3 separate regions of the Zea mays genome follow, and all the other regions are linked to region 3. Evidence: chromatin contacts called from public Hi-C data. All regions are on one chromosome and are shown on one strand. Each heading gives the region's core, a stretch centred on a gene start, on an enhancer-like site or on the middle of the called end of the contact. The rest is flanking DNA. Distances are from core to core; before and after follow the strand shown. Region 1 holds the start of LOC100282799 (ADP-ribosylation factor). Region 2 holds the start of LOC100279310 (Ubiquitin carboxyl-terminal hydrolase family protein). Region 3 holds the start of LOC100272951.

Evidence for each region. A called contact is a pair of places that touch in the nucleus more often than the background predicts.
Region 1: a contact with region 3 is called in a Hi-C map of tassel, with 2.8 times the contacts expected there. The contact joins the promoter of LOC100282799 here to the promoter of LOC100272951 in region 3. A contact is called at or near these places in 4 of 25 Hi-C or Micro-C datasets (ear, endosperm, leaf and 1 more) and 1 of 3 datasets of contacts at active chromatin or transcription factors (leaf).
Region 2: a contact with region 3 is called in a Hi-C map of endosperm, with 2.5 times the contacts expected there. The contact joins the promoter of LOC100279310 here to the promoter of LOC100272951 in region 3. A contact is called at or near these places in 3 of 25 Hi-C or Micro-C datasets (ear, endosperm and tassel).

Annotation. Positions count from the first base shown.
Region 1 is chr1:264,352,558-264,356,798 of Zm-B73-REFERENCE-NAM-5.0, reverse strand. LOC100282799 (ADP-ribosylation factor) reads right to left here and starts at 2,949. Exons shown (of 6, transcript NM_001397643.1): 1 at 2,531-2,949; 2 at 1,911-2,018; 3 at 1,629-1,739; 4 at 161-323. The coding sequence starts at 1,975.
Region 2 is chr1:264,480,034-264,484,312 of Zm-B73-REFERENCE-NAM-5.0, reverse strand. It overlaps LOC100279310 (Ubiquitin carboxyl-terminal hydrolase family protein), which reads right to left and starts at 2,812. Exons shown (of 2, transcript NM_001152331.2): 1 at 2,622-2,812; 2 at 93-1,891. The coding sequence starts at 1,803. The coding sequence ends at 649.
Region 3 is chr1:264,026,508-264,030,771 of Zm-B73-REFERENCE-NAM-5.0, reverse strand. LOC100272951 reads right to left here and starts at 2,172. Exons shown (of 7, transcript NM_001152904.1): 1 at 1,634-2,172; 2 at 47-134.

The DNA.
Region 1 (4,241 bases), core at 1,700-4,199, 330 kb before region 3:
TATCAATTATAGGATCCCTACTATTTCAACCAAAATTCCAAATACCAAACGGTAAAAATCAGTCATATTCCCATCATCCCATGGCATGGAAGGACCAAAATGTTTTTAATACAACAGCATCCAGTTCATCATCATCACTTGTAGAACTGGTATAGCATACCTCTTCTTTCAAGAGATTGTGGAGTTCAGCACGGCAATCATCAAGCCTCCTTATGTCTGAACTATCAACAACCCAAACTAATCCATCAGTCTGCTCAAAGTAGTTTCTCCAGTAAGACCTGATTGTCTTCTGTCCTCCAACATCCCATATGTTCAAAGAGTATCTATGATAATCAATAAATTTAAATAGTTAATCAGACCCACCTGCAGTAACATAGAAAAAGCGTGGTTGCCAGATTTGCAATGTCTGGTATTTAGAAAATGACAGGGGCTGCAATCTCCATTGATTGAAAATTGCCTATACTTCTGCTGAACTGAATGTTCCTAAAGTTCAACATTGTTCACTGAAAACCTATACTAGTTTAACACTTCAAATGATGAAAATGCACCTGCAGCAGAACTTTTAGGTAGCTTTGCAAGGAAGCCTCTAAATGCCAACCAGTTTCAGTTTTGCATAAATCGAGATGAAAAACTGGACTCTCAACTTGCTACCAATGCAATTTTTATTTCACTATCACTATTCTACAAACAGAGAAGTAAATTATCCAAATTGTTTGTCTATGATGGCAAAACATGTGATAGCTACAAACAAGAAAGGCCAAGAAAGAATGTTGAATTTCGTCTTCACATCTTTACAAACCCTTTTATCACATAATTTACTTCACACAGTGGTCTACAGTAATATTCCAACCAAGACATTAACAGCAACCAAGTCAGCATATGAAAAAAAAAAATTGGTGGGTTCTCACTGCATTTATCAGATGAACACACACCTAAATGAGTCCATTAGGTTAACCCGACTAAGTTATCAGATGAACACATACCTAAATGAGTCCATTAGGTTATCTCAATTAAGTTGGAAGTGCAGCAGGTTATCAATTCCAAGACACAACTGATGCCACATGACTGGAAAATTTCAACATGCCAACCAGTCTCCATTTTGTATGAATCAAGATGCAAAACTAGATATCAATTTTTATCCCTATCAAAAAAAGGAACTGTTTGTCTGATGCTGAAGCTGTTCATCTGATGGCAGAACATGAGGGATATACAGAAGCATAGTCGAATTTTGGGCTTAATATTTTTAATAGACAATTTGATCACATGATTTACTCTTTGCAGATTGGTCCCACTATAATATGCTGCTTAAGAAATCAACCATAATGCAGTAGACAGGGCGAGAAAAATATGTAGCTATGATTCTTACCATGGTATATCAGGCGTACATGCGCACGAGTCCACTAAACAATTGCAACTAAGATGTAAACTCCAACAGACACTAACAGCATTAAACCACATCAACTAAATCAATGTATAGTCATTACATGTAAATCATGGTGTTCCATTTGGTATTAGCCAGTTAGCCTAACATAAAACTCCACTCTAAATCAAGTAACTATATGTCACTGTGCAAATGCATCGGAGCCAAACTGGACTAAACTAGGCAGTGGAAGGAATGGGGAACATACTTGTGGTACTTGATGGTCTTGATGTTGAATCCAAGGGTTGGGCTAATGATGCTGGTGTCCTCCCCATTGATCTTGAGAACGATGGTTGTCTTCCCCGAGTTGTCCAGGCCACTGAGACAAACACCACAGAACACAGCATAGCATCACCCATCATGAGTCAATGCAGATGCCAGACAATTGAGGAAACCGATGACACAAGCACCAGATCTGAAGGAAACCAAGAACCATGGGGGAACAAGTGCATATGTGATCAAACAGAAAAGGAGGCCAGAGGGAGCCTACACCATGAGGATGCGCATCTCCTTCTCCTTGCGCTTGATCTTGCGGATAATGCTGAGTAGCCCCATGATCAGTGGTGGAGCGTGAGAGGGGAGGGGGGATTCACCAAATCTGATAAAAGATGTATACGACCTTTTGAATCAAGTCAAATTTAATAGGAAAACATCAAAAATCCTGTCATTAAATATATGGTTTCCTTTGACAACAAATTATTGGTCATATATGTTTTGACAATTTCACCCCTTCAGCAAATAGAATCATCTAAGGGTCCCGACTGTTTAACCTCGAACATCTTCAATAATATATTAATTAAAATCTTTAAAAGTGCCATAGTTTTTCACATAACAATTTCATTTTTCACATAACAATTTAACATTAGGGGCAGCGGCAAATTTATAATTTGATTTTTAAGACCCCCATAAAATGTTTTCATCTTCAGCAAATGCAAACAAATCCCGCTCAATATAGCATATCATGCTACTAGTCATCCATTCATCACCTGGCCTCCTATGGCATAATACGGTGTGTGAGTATTGCAATGCCAGCACTAGAAACTAGCCACAGGCATTCATCAAACAAAATGTGATGCAACGACAATCAGTAATCAATTCTCAGTTACTCACTGACTCGCTGTGCAACAAGGGGGCCGAGAGGATGGCCAGCTGGGAGCGACCCCGACACCCTGCGCTGTGCCGGAGGACAAGAGCAGGCACCAGCAGCCCTGCCGTGCTGGCTTGCAGCCGCCGCGACCGGCTGGCAGGGAAGAGCTGGGCAGCGCCTAGCGTCCAGGGGTGAGCAGATCTGTGCGCCCGGCGCCCCAGTAGGGCTACCGGAGGAATAGGAGGCGAGGTCAGCACTTGCCACTCGAAGAAGGATCAAGGAGGACACGACGGGGAGGACGGAGAACAATGGGACAGATCTGCGGGGTCGCCGGTCGGGGCTTCGGCCACTCGGGAGTGGGGGCGAGTCAGGCGAACGCTTGGACAGATCTGCGGGGTCGCCGGTCGGGGCTTCGGCCACTCGGGAGTGGGGGCGAGTCAGGCGAACGCTTCTCTGTCCCCCGATTTTTGCAGTTACTAGTAACGTGTGCGCGCCCTGCGCGCGTAGTAAATATTTTGTTAATATAAATGGTAAAAATATTATATCTTTGTAGGCAAGGAATTTGTATATAGTGCAAGTAATACACCTATGGAATATGCAAAAGTTAAAACAGCTAAATAGATCTATTAGTTGGTTCTGGAACAACGGACGCCTAAAACAAAAGTCTTGTTAGTTAAACTGATTTCTTTTTCAACCTCATTTTCTATATGAAGTTTTAATTGCTATGTATGCGGATGAGCAAAAAAAAATAGAACAAATTATGAATCTATAATGGTTTTTAGAAGGCTAACGTTTAAATTGGTGACACCACGGATGCGGACACGTCCGCCCCACTGCAGCCATATTTACTCTTTGTCAATGAAGTAATTAATTTTCGTTCGAAGCCGCAAGTAACAGGAAAGGGATTTAAATAAGCTAGCACATACACTGATATACATACCTGACCAAACATCTGCTAAAAGAACCATGCCGGGTTTTTTCAGAAACTCTCCAGATCGTTGCAATTATTTACACACCTTAGCATATTTCCAAGAGTCTTGACTCATCGAACCTGCAGTGATGTGCTTAGCTTTAATACATGTCAAGAATATTCATGAAATAGATGCTAAGATTAGACCAAAGTTGTGTTCCTATAATTATAGAATTTAGATAAATAATTGTTCAAGGCATGATAAAACATTCAATATAAGTTCATAGTGTTACTTAATGCAAAATTTAATATAGGCATGAACCAGATCTATCAGAATGTCATGTTAAAATGATAACAATTAAACTAATGTATTTTTGAAGATAATTAAATCAATGTAACACAACTTGGACAAGACATGGACAAACGGATGGGTGAATCCGTTGACCCCGTGCATACAATTTTACATAGAAGAAAAGGCAAAGAGATAGCGTCGCGGTACCACCACCACTATATATATATACCAGCATAATATAAACCCAATCAATCGCTGCTATTAGCGGCAACTGCTGCTGATCGTTCGTGCCTTTCTCCATGTCCACTCCCGAATAAATCCCACAACCAAACACGTCTTGTGCCGATCTGTCCTGTACCGAGAAAAAAGAGAAAACTGAGGACGGTTAGGCAGCTGAATCTGCGGTGCCTTCCCTGGCGTCTTCAAAAAGAGAGAAGAAATAGAATGGAGGTGCCACTAAACCAGCAGCCCCGCTTGCGATTGAGAAAGGCATATGCCCCTCCTCCAGCTGAGGCAGAAAAGGGTGCCGAGA
Region 2 (4,279 bases), core at 1,563-4,062, 450 kb before region 3:
AGAGGGAGCGAGGAGAATGGAAGTTGTTGATTGACGATCGAGCGACGCCGGCGTGGATAGACCCGTCTTCGCCGATTTGGACCGGCTTTAATAATATAGAAATAACATTGTTTTGAGATATAAGCTGCATAAAGGAGCTAATCCTAGAACATTCCTAATTCAATCATATGGTGTCCTAGGATCCAAACCTACAACTGTGAGAAACTGAGAATAAAGATGTGACTTCTGGTACAAGTATCAGACTGACCCAATAGCGGAGGCTCCCATATATAAGTAAGGTTTGGGAAAGGGATAAAGCAAAGCAAGCCTTCCCCCCTCGAATGCGGAGAGGCTGCTTCAAACATGTGACCTAGTGACTCAGTGAGACAACTCTCACCACTAAACCAGTCCTGATCTTTGACTTCTGGTATAAGCATTATTTTGTCTAGTTTGCAGGGCTGCTACTTCACTTCTCAGATGGCTTCACATTTGAAGATGAGACACTGACTTTTTCAATTCTTTAGTTCTCTTTAGCTACTGAGCTGAAACAAACAGCAACTTTCCACTGAATTTAAATTGTAGTTGCATGTGCAATGAGCTGATCTGAGTTTCAACAAAATAGATGCACCGACTTTAGCTTGTCTCCTGATCAGTAAATCCACACTCCAATTATACTGCCAGCATGTTGTCTGAGTTGGAGCACGGTCGGCCAATCAATGATGCAAACTGATCATAGAATTTCAGTAAAGGACACTTATCAATTAGGTTACAGTTTTCATAAGCCTCCTTGAGGAAGACTGTGCTTCTTGCTCCCTTGTTAGTGATGTAAAAGATGCCATGATTTTTCACTAAACAAAGAAGTAACTTGCATGGAAGCCTGTACTCGTTGTGAAATATGTCTAGCTTATCAGATGTCAATCGTCTCTCCATTGTAAGGCTCAAAATCTCATGCAGAACAGCAATGGCACGCTTTCGAGACTGTGGTGTTGCAGACTCGACTCGTCTAGCATTCAAATAAGGCGAAGGAAATGCCATCTTCTGCCACCTGACAACCTCCTCAAGGTACTTCCGGTTTGGCCTAAATCCTGTTGGATACTTCAACTTGAAAGCAAAAGGACCCAAGACATTTCCATCTTTAGGAATCCCTCTACAGCCTATCTGGAAACCCTCAAAGTTCATTTTTTCTTCTCGTATTGTGACTGCTAGTGAAGAGTCCCAATTCTCCAGACACAAATGGTCCAGTCCCTTCACATCACGGATTGAAAAAAAATCAGGGTACCTTGGAATCATGTTGCTCTTGAAGTTGTTAGGTAAGCCCAGTTCAGACTGGATTAGTTCAATCTTATCCAGAGGAATCTGGCAGTCCATCGACATCATCAGTAACTTCCTAAGGTTTCTCACCAAGATTGGCTCCATTAGCTCTCGCGCTTCAGCCTCTTCACTGGATATCTTTCTGGCCTTCTCCGTAAGTGTGACAGAAATGGGCTCTCGGGAAGCACTTCCACCAGAGACATGGAAGATATTGGGGTGACGCTCGATAAGTGAAAGAAAGTTCCATTTTTGGACAAAACCAACCTCCTTTTCAAGGTCACGCACAAGTAGTGATCCTGTCTTTTGTGCCAAAATGAGGTCACGCAGACGAAGGAGAAGGGCAGGCTTCTTTTGAAGATCCATGGCCCTGTCAAGACCAGGTTCACGGTGATATACCTTCTTCTTGGGTCGGCGTCCATGGCCAGCTGAGAATGAGGACATAGCATTGAGTTGCATAAAGGGAAGGGTTCTGGGAATCAAATATACACGCCGTCCCAATCTTCTTTCCATCATTTATGAAATGAATACCAGGCTATGTAGTCACACCAGGTCCAAGCATTCAGAAGTACATATAAAGAATCGGCACGTTGCACTTTAAATTCTGCAAAAAAAATTAAAATTATATTCTCAGTCATGTAAATAGCCTACCATTTGCATGTCAGGAATCAAACTGCACAGGGGACATCTAATGTAAAAGAGGCCACTGCTTGCTGTCACCACATTCATAGTACCGACTCTCGAAATAAAGCACACAGTGAAATTCAGTTTGGAGAATCCTCACTCAACATGGGGAATTTGAGCTTGTGGCAAGATGGTGTGAATTTCAGTCTTTTTTAGGGGATTGATCCAACACTTCCATTTCAATAGGAAGTCTGCTCCATAGACGTCATATTAAACTCAGTAAAGACAGTGACACAGCTGGCGAATCTGCATGCTTAGGAACAAGATCTAAGTGCTTAAACCATCTAAACTAGGACACATAACCATAGTTAATAGTACTCCCTCCGTTTCAAATTACAAGATATTTTGGCTTTTCTAGATACATTACTTTTACTATGTATATATAAGTACATAGCAAAAACTACTCTCACGAAGGTCTCTGGCCGAAGGTACAAGGTGGTAAAATCAGTTTCTAATTGTTTCAGATCAAAGAGACTGAAATTATCCGGAAGTAGAGATGGCAACGGGGAATTCCCGTCGGCGGTCGAGCCCCCATACCCGTCCCCGTGAAGAGTAACGGGAAAACTGTCCCCCGTCCCCGTCCCCGAGCGGGGATTTTCAACCCACGGGGATCCCCGTACCCGGTACAACACAGCACAATAACAGCATACCGGTAACGGACGGAGGACTGGAGAGCCGATGAGTCGTGGATTGGAGAAGAACCGGCGCCTGGCGAGTGGTGACGGCGAGCAGCGACTGTGTTTCTGCGACGACCGATGGGATCACGCTGACGCCTGACGGGGAGCACAACCGGCGGCCGACACCTGGCGACTGGCGAGGAGGATGACTAGAGGAGAACGGGTGGTGGAGGAGGGAGGGATCGAGCCGAGCGTCCAGGGGCTGGGGTGGCGGCTACAGGAACACGAGTGCAGGACTGGGGGAGCGAGGTGCGTGGGAGACGTCATCCACCTAGGGTTGCAGATTGCTTAGGCTATCCGCAGCGGTCCCCTAAATTTTTTCTCATATATCATTGTTGTGCGTCACATCATCAAAATTTCACCATCTACCTTTTAATCTCTCACAGGGATCCCTCTATACTCCACTACAACTATAAAATATTATTATCTAACTCTATTTATCTTTTATTACTATTTTTAACTATTAAATAGAGGAGCACTGTGCAAGGAGACGCTATAGTGCTTTCTTATCTGGGGGACGTGTGCGGCCTCCCTTGCTGCCGCGCGTAGGGGGCTTTTTGGAGTCGGCCGCTGCGGGCTTAGAGGCCCCCTACGCAAGGGTAGGGGGCACGACGTGGAGGCGCTGCGGCCAGTCTTAGAGCAACTCTAAGAGTGTCTCATAATTGTGCCCATAAATTTAAAAGCGGGTCTGATTTGGAGAAAATAGGACCTAAACTAAGAGCAACTTCAAGAGACTCTATATATCATTTCTAATCTATATGAATAGAGGTTTTTATAAAAAATATTTTCCAACAACTTACTAAATAACTATCCAAATATAGCTATCTTATATTTCTGGTTTCTCGCTAGCCAATTATAAAAAACGTGAATAACTCTCTAGAGCGCAAACAAGATATAGAAAGACTATTGGAGATCAGAAAGATATGGAAAGTGGTTTTAATATAGGGTTTTACATCTGTATCCTTAGTTTTGGCACAGACCTCATTGCTACCCTTAGTTTTCGGACGACCTCAACCATACCCATGCCTCTCTCCTTTCCTCATTCATGCCCTCCCACGTCGTTTCCGTCACTTGCCATCGACTGACGTGTGGACCCAAATTTCTCTTCAGTCGTCTTCCTCTCTATCCGGTCACCTCCCCGATCCCAGATCGACCGACCCGCCGATTCCCCGAACCCCGATTCCTCATTCCTCTCCTCCCTCCCCGAACCCTGATTCCCCATTCCTCTCCTCCCTCCCCGAATCCGAGGTCGGCGCGGTGTCCTGCGGGCGCGGCGGCTGCCTCTGCTGCTCCTCCGTGCCTCCGAGCCCACCGATTCCCCATTCACCTCCTCGAACCCAGGACCTGACGCGACGACCTGCGAATCCCCGAATCCGAGCTCGGCGCGGCGGCCTGCGCAGCGTGCGGACGCGACTGGGCGCGGCGGCTGCCTCTGCTGCTCCTCCGTGACTCCAAGCCCGGCGATTCCCCATTCACCTCCCCGAACCCAGGACCCAACGACCCATTCCTCTCCTCCCTCCCCGAATCCGAGCTCGGCGCGGCGGCCTGCAGCGGCCTACCAGCGAGCGCAGAGCACCGGGCGGACGGATCCGAGAGAGAAGCACACCTGCCTCCTTCCCAACGACGGCGCC
Region 3 (4,264 bases), core at 923-3,422:
CTCATATTATGGACAGACAAGAAACAAAGCCTTTTCATCTTCAGACCTTCAGAAAACTTATCAAAATTCACATGCATTGTGAACTGATGGGCTTCATCAGCTTTTTTGTTTGTAAATATCCACTCTGACCCATCCTGCAATACCATGGATAGACAAAAAAAACTATTACATTTTTTTATCAAAAAAACTATTACACAAGCCACTCTGACCCATCAGCATATACCATATAGTTGAGGGACAAGGGAATGGTGTCAGTGTCACAGTTACTATATAGTAACCTCAATAATTTTGTTTAGTGTAATCTCTACAGTTCCATATCATGATACACATTGGATAAGGACACAAGTCCAACATACTGTCAAGCTATGCCAATGAGTTGTGGGGCCTGGTTCAGTGTTTCTACTTGTAATTAACATGAACTGGTGGTATAGATGAAATACGCAGTTGGCTTGTGTCAACTAAGTAGACTTATATGTATATGCATATTATTATACTTTATAATACAGAAAATATTCTGGATTGAAAGGGCAGTATACTCTGGATAAACCTTCAGTAAACACTTTGCAACAAGACAATTTCTCAACCTACTATTGCCAACCCATACATTCAGTAATTACCAAAAAAAAAATCTTGCTACTAACCCACATGCACATAGATATATTCTGACAGCTAAAACTACCTACTTAGACCAAATGGTTTCAGGACTGGCACTTGGGTGATTCCAGTCACCATTCACCAATCACGTTTTTGGTGTGACAGGGGCAAGCAAAACATGTATTCTGCAGGTTGTTATTTCGCCACTACTTGTCAGGATTCAGAAACATATGATCTCTTGAGTAAGATTCTGGAAATTAATATCTGTGTGCAAAACTTCCAAAAAAACACTGACCAATATCAAGATCATGGTGAACCAATATATTATCAATACTAAAGTATAAGGACAGAAAAAATAGCAATTACTTTAGCGACATCAAGTACATCAAATACCCTCAGCACAATTGTACTGTCAATTTCAACATATCATTGCTTCAGTAGCAGTCAGTCTAGTAGAAATCCAGTAATAGTCCAAGTATCTCAGCATTACACAGGTAGACAAATGAGAAATCCTTTTAGTATTGAACAAAAAAATCCATCAATATATATATGGCATTCCTTATAAAAGCAAGTGGACCTCAAACCGAATCCAATCAAACATCAAAAGAACTGGATCAGGATAAGGCTCACATTGTACCACTATCAATTTATCATCATGTTGCAAGAAGCAAAACAATTCCAGAATATTCCAGAATAAGACCACCCTAACCAAAGGGGGGATGACTCCAATCTAATCACACCAAATGAGCATGGGTCACATCAATAGATGAAATTAATCCCAGTTTCTTTCATCACAAGCGAACACTAAGTGATGCTACCGAGTTATTGAAAGCAGTGCATGTGCATACATACTTACAACCGGTTCACTGCACAACCACATAGATCAACAGCGACAAAGACAGTACAGAAATCGTGTGCATGTAGTAGATGAAACGAGATCATCATCACGACCAGATGTGGCGCGGGGGATCTTATTGACACAATGTAAGAACTGGATGAGAAGCAACGCAGAGTAGCGGAGACCAAGTGACCAACCTACCTCGGCCTTGACTGAGGTGGCGCCTCCGTGGTCCGCGACGAGGAGCTGGGAACCCTCGGTGTCGACCATAAGCGTCACGCAGAATCCTCCCTCCTCGTTGAGCCTCCGCACAGAGCGCATGGCGGCACGATGCCACTCCCGGCCACCGTGGCAGAGGTTGATCCGCGCCACGCCCATCCCGCCGCGCGCCAGCGCCGGCAGCGCCTCGACGCAGGCGGGCCCCACCGTGCACACCAGTTTCGTTTTCCGCATCCCCAAGAACCCTTTCTCCCGCAGCTCCGCCTCCGACACCACGTCCATTGTCGCCTCCCCCACCGAGGCGCGGATCGGGTGGCTGGCCCCGTGGCGGTGAGCCGCGGGGGAGGAGACGGCGACTAGGTAGGGCAACGAGCTGGTAGTCCTGGCGGAGGCAGCCATTGGGATTAGGGTTTGCGGAGAATGAGGGAAGAAACGGAGGCCGCGGAGGGAGAGGAGTCAGAGGTGGTGTGCCGGCGGACGCTGCGAGGTGGGGAGCCGGGAGGGAGGCTTGTGCTTTTGTGCAGTTGTGCGAGTAGTTGAGCTGCCCCAAGCTGGAGGACGGCAGCTCGCAGGGTATGACATGTGGTCCGACCTGGCAAGCTGATGCGGTGATGCCTACTGGGCGGCTTGGGTGCTGACGTGTGGGAAATGTGTGCCTAATTTGTTTTTTTCCCCCGCGTTCTGCGGACAACGTGACTCTAGAATGAGAACGAAAAATTCTGAAGATTTCTGTTTATTCGTGTGTGGCAAATTGATCGGTATAGATATTCAATTCAAAACTCAGATTAATGTTTGAAGAAAGAAGATTCGATAAGCATGAGGAAACGAGCATATATGTAATGAAGAATTTTATATAAAGTCTTTTATCTCTACTATATTAAAGCATTTCGTGCGTCGTCCACACGCTCGTCTTTCGATTCACGCGCGACAGCCGTTGGATAAGTCCGCGCTCTTCTCCCTCCATTGACCTCTCTGTTTACTTTGCAGCCCTCTCCCACTCACCGGCCTCCCTCGTTTCCTCCGCCTTCTCTCCCACTCATCGGCCAAATTCAATTGCACCAGGTTCTCCCTCCTTCGACTACGAGCTTCATAAGAGCTGACCGGACGATTGATACAGTCTGCGCCCGCCACAAATGAATGAAATTTTTATATGTACAATATCTTTTGTCGATTATATGAAAAATCATGATCCACGACGACGTTAATAACCTTTAGAGTAAATTCTATTACTATACACGGAACAAAGAAATTTTGGCGGCCAAAGTCGTCAGAAATAAGCAACTTTCAATGATAGTTGGTCTATTTCCAACAGTTGTATGTCCTTGGACAATACTAGTCAGAAATAAGACTACTTTTGACTGTAGACGTCGGAGGTAGTTTATGTGTGGCGAAAACATGTGATTGTCTGATATTACTATGATAGGTCTCATGTCTCCAACAGCAAACGACCATAACAGCGACAAGTGGGTCCCACTAGACTTTTTTTGATGGTCCAGATGGCCCATGGAGTGTCCAATGACTCGGAACCAGCCGTCGAAAATAGATTATCCTCTCAGCCACCGAAAATAAATGAACCAAAACAAAAAAATTGACATTTTTTCTCAATTACCATAATTTTATTTAATATATAGCACATTCATATAATACAATTCAATATGTGTCATATTAGCAATACTTTCATCAAAGCACAGGAATATCATCAAACGCATAAGAATGTCATCACACGCTCAAATAGTTCTACATCATTCAAATACAAGTTCAAGATTCATGAATGAGTTAAAGTCATACAAGTCCTAAAACTTAAACATGCACGGTTGCAACACATAGTGCAAGTACTCAGAAATGCTCATATCACTAATATCCACCACTTGGGTGGTTCGAATTCTGTACACTACCTTCTCCTGGACTATGGCTCATGGAAAGGTTGTTTGCCCACGAAGTCGCGATGTCATCTTGACCAAATTGTTCTCCTGGTGTTGCAATCTACAGAGGAGGGGTTTGAAAATTCTAGAAAACAAATTTTTAGATATTGTAGACTAAGTTTTGCTACACTAATATAATAAGTTTTGCTGAATTATTATACTAAGGTTTGGTACAATGGATTAAGTTTTGTAAAGTATTTTTTGCTATTATAGATTAAGTTATCTATATATACTATACACCAAGTTTTGTAGATTAAATAGGGCTAAAAAGGACGAATGAATGTGTATGATAATACCTGCTATGGAGGAGGCCAAGTAAAGTGTGGAGGAGGTGGAGGCAGTGGTCCGAAAGCTAGAGGTAGCATCCCAAGGGCTATCATCTGGATGTTTGTTTGTTGCGCAAGTTTTGTAGATTAAATAGGGTTAAAAAGGACGAATGAATGTGTATGATAATACCTGTTATGGAGGAGGCCAAGTAAAGTGTGGAGGAGGTGGAGGCAGTGGTCCAAAAGCTAGAGGTAGCATCCCAAGGGCTAGCATCTGGATGTTCGTTTGTTGTGCCACTTGCTATGAATGAGATGCATATCAGTATTTAGGAATTATGAAACATACAAGTTTCTAATTGTTTTAAATAAGATAGTAGTAAAACTTACTTCAAGAAAAGCCTACTGCTACATGAGTAGATATGCAT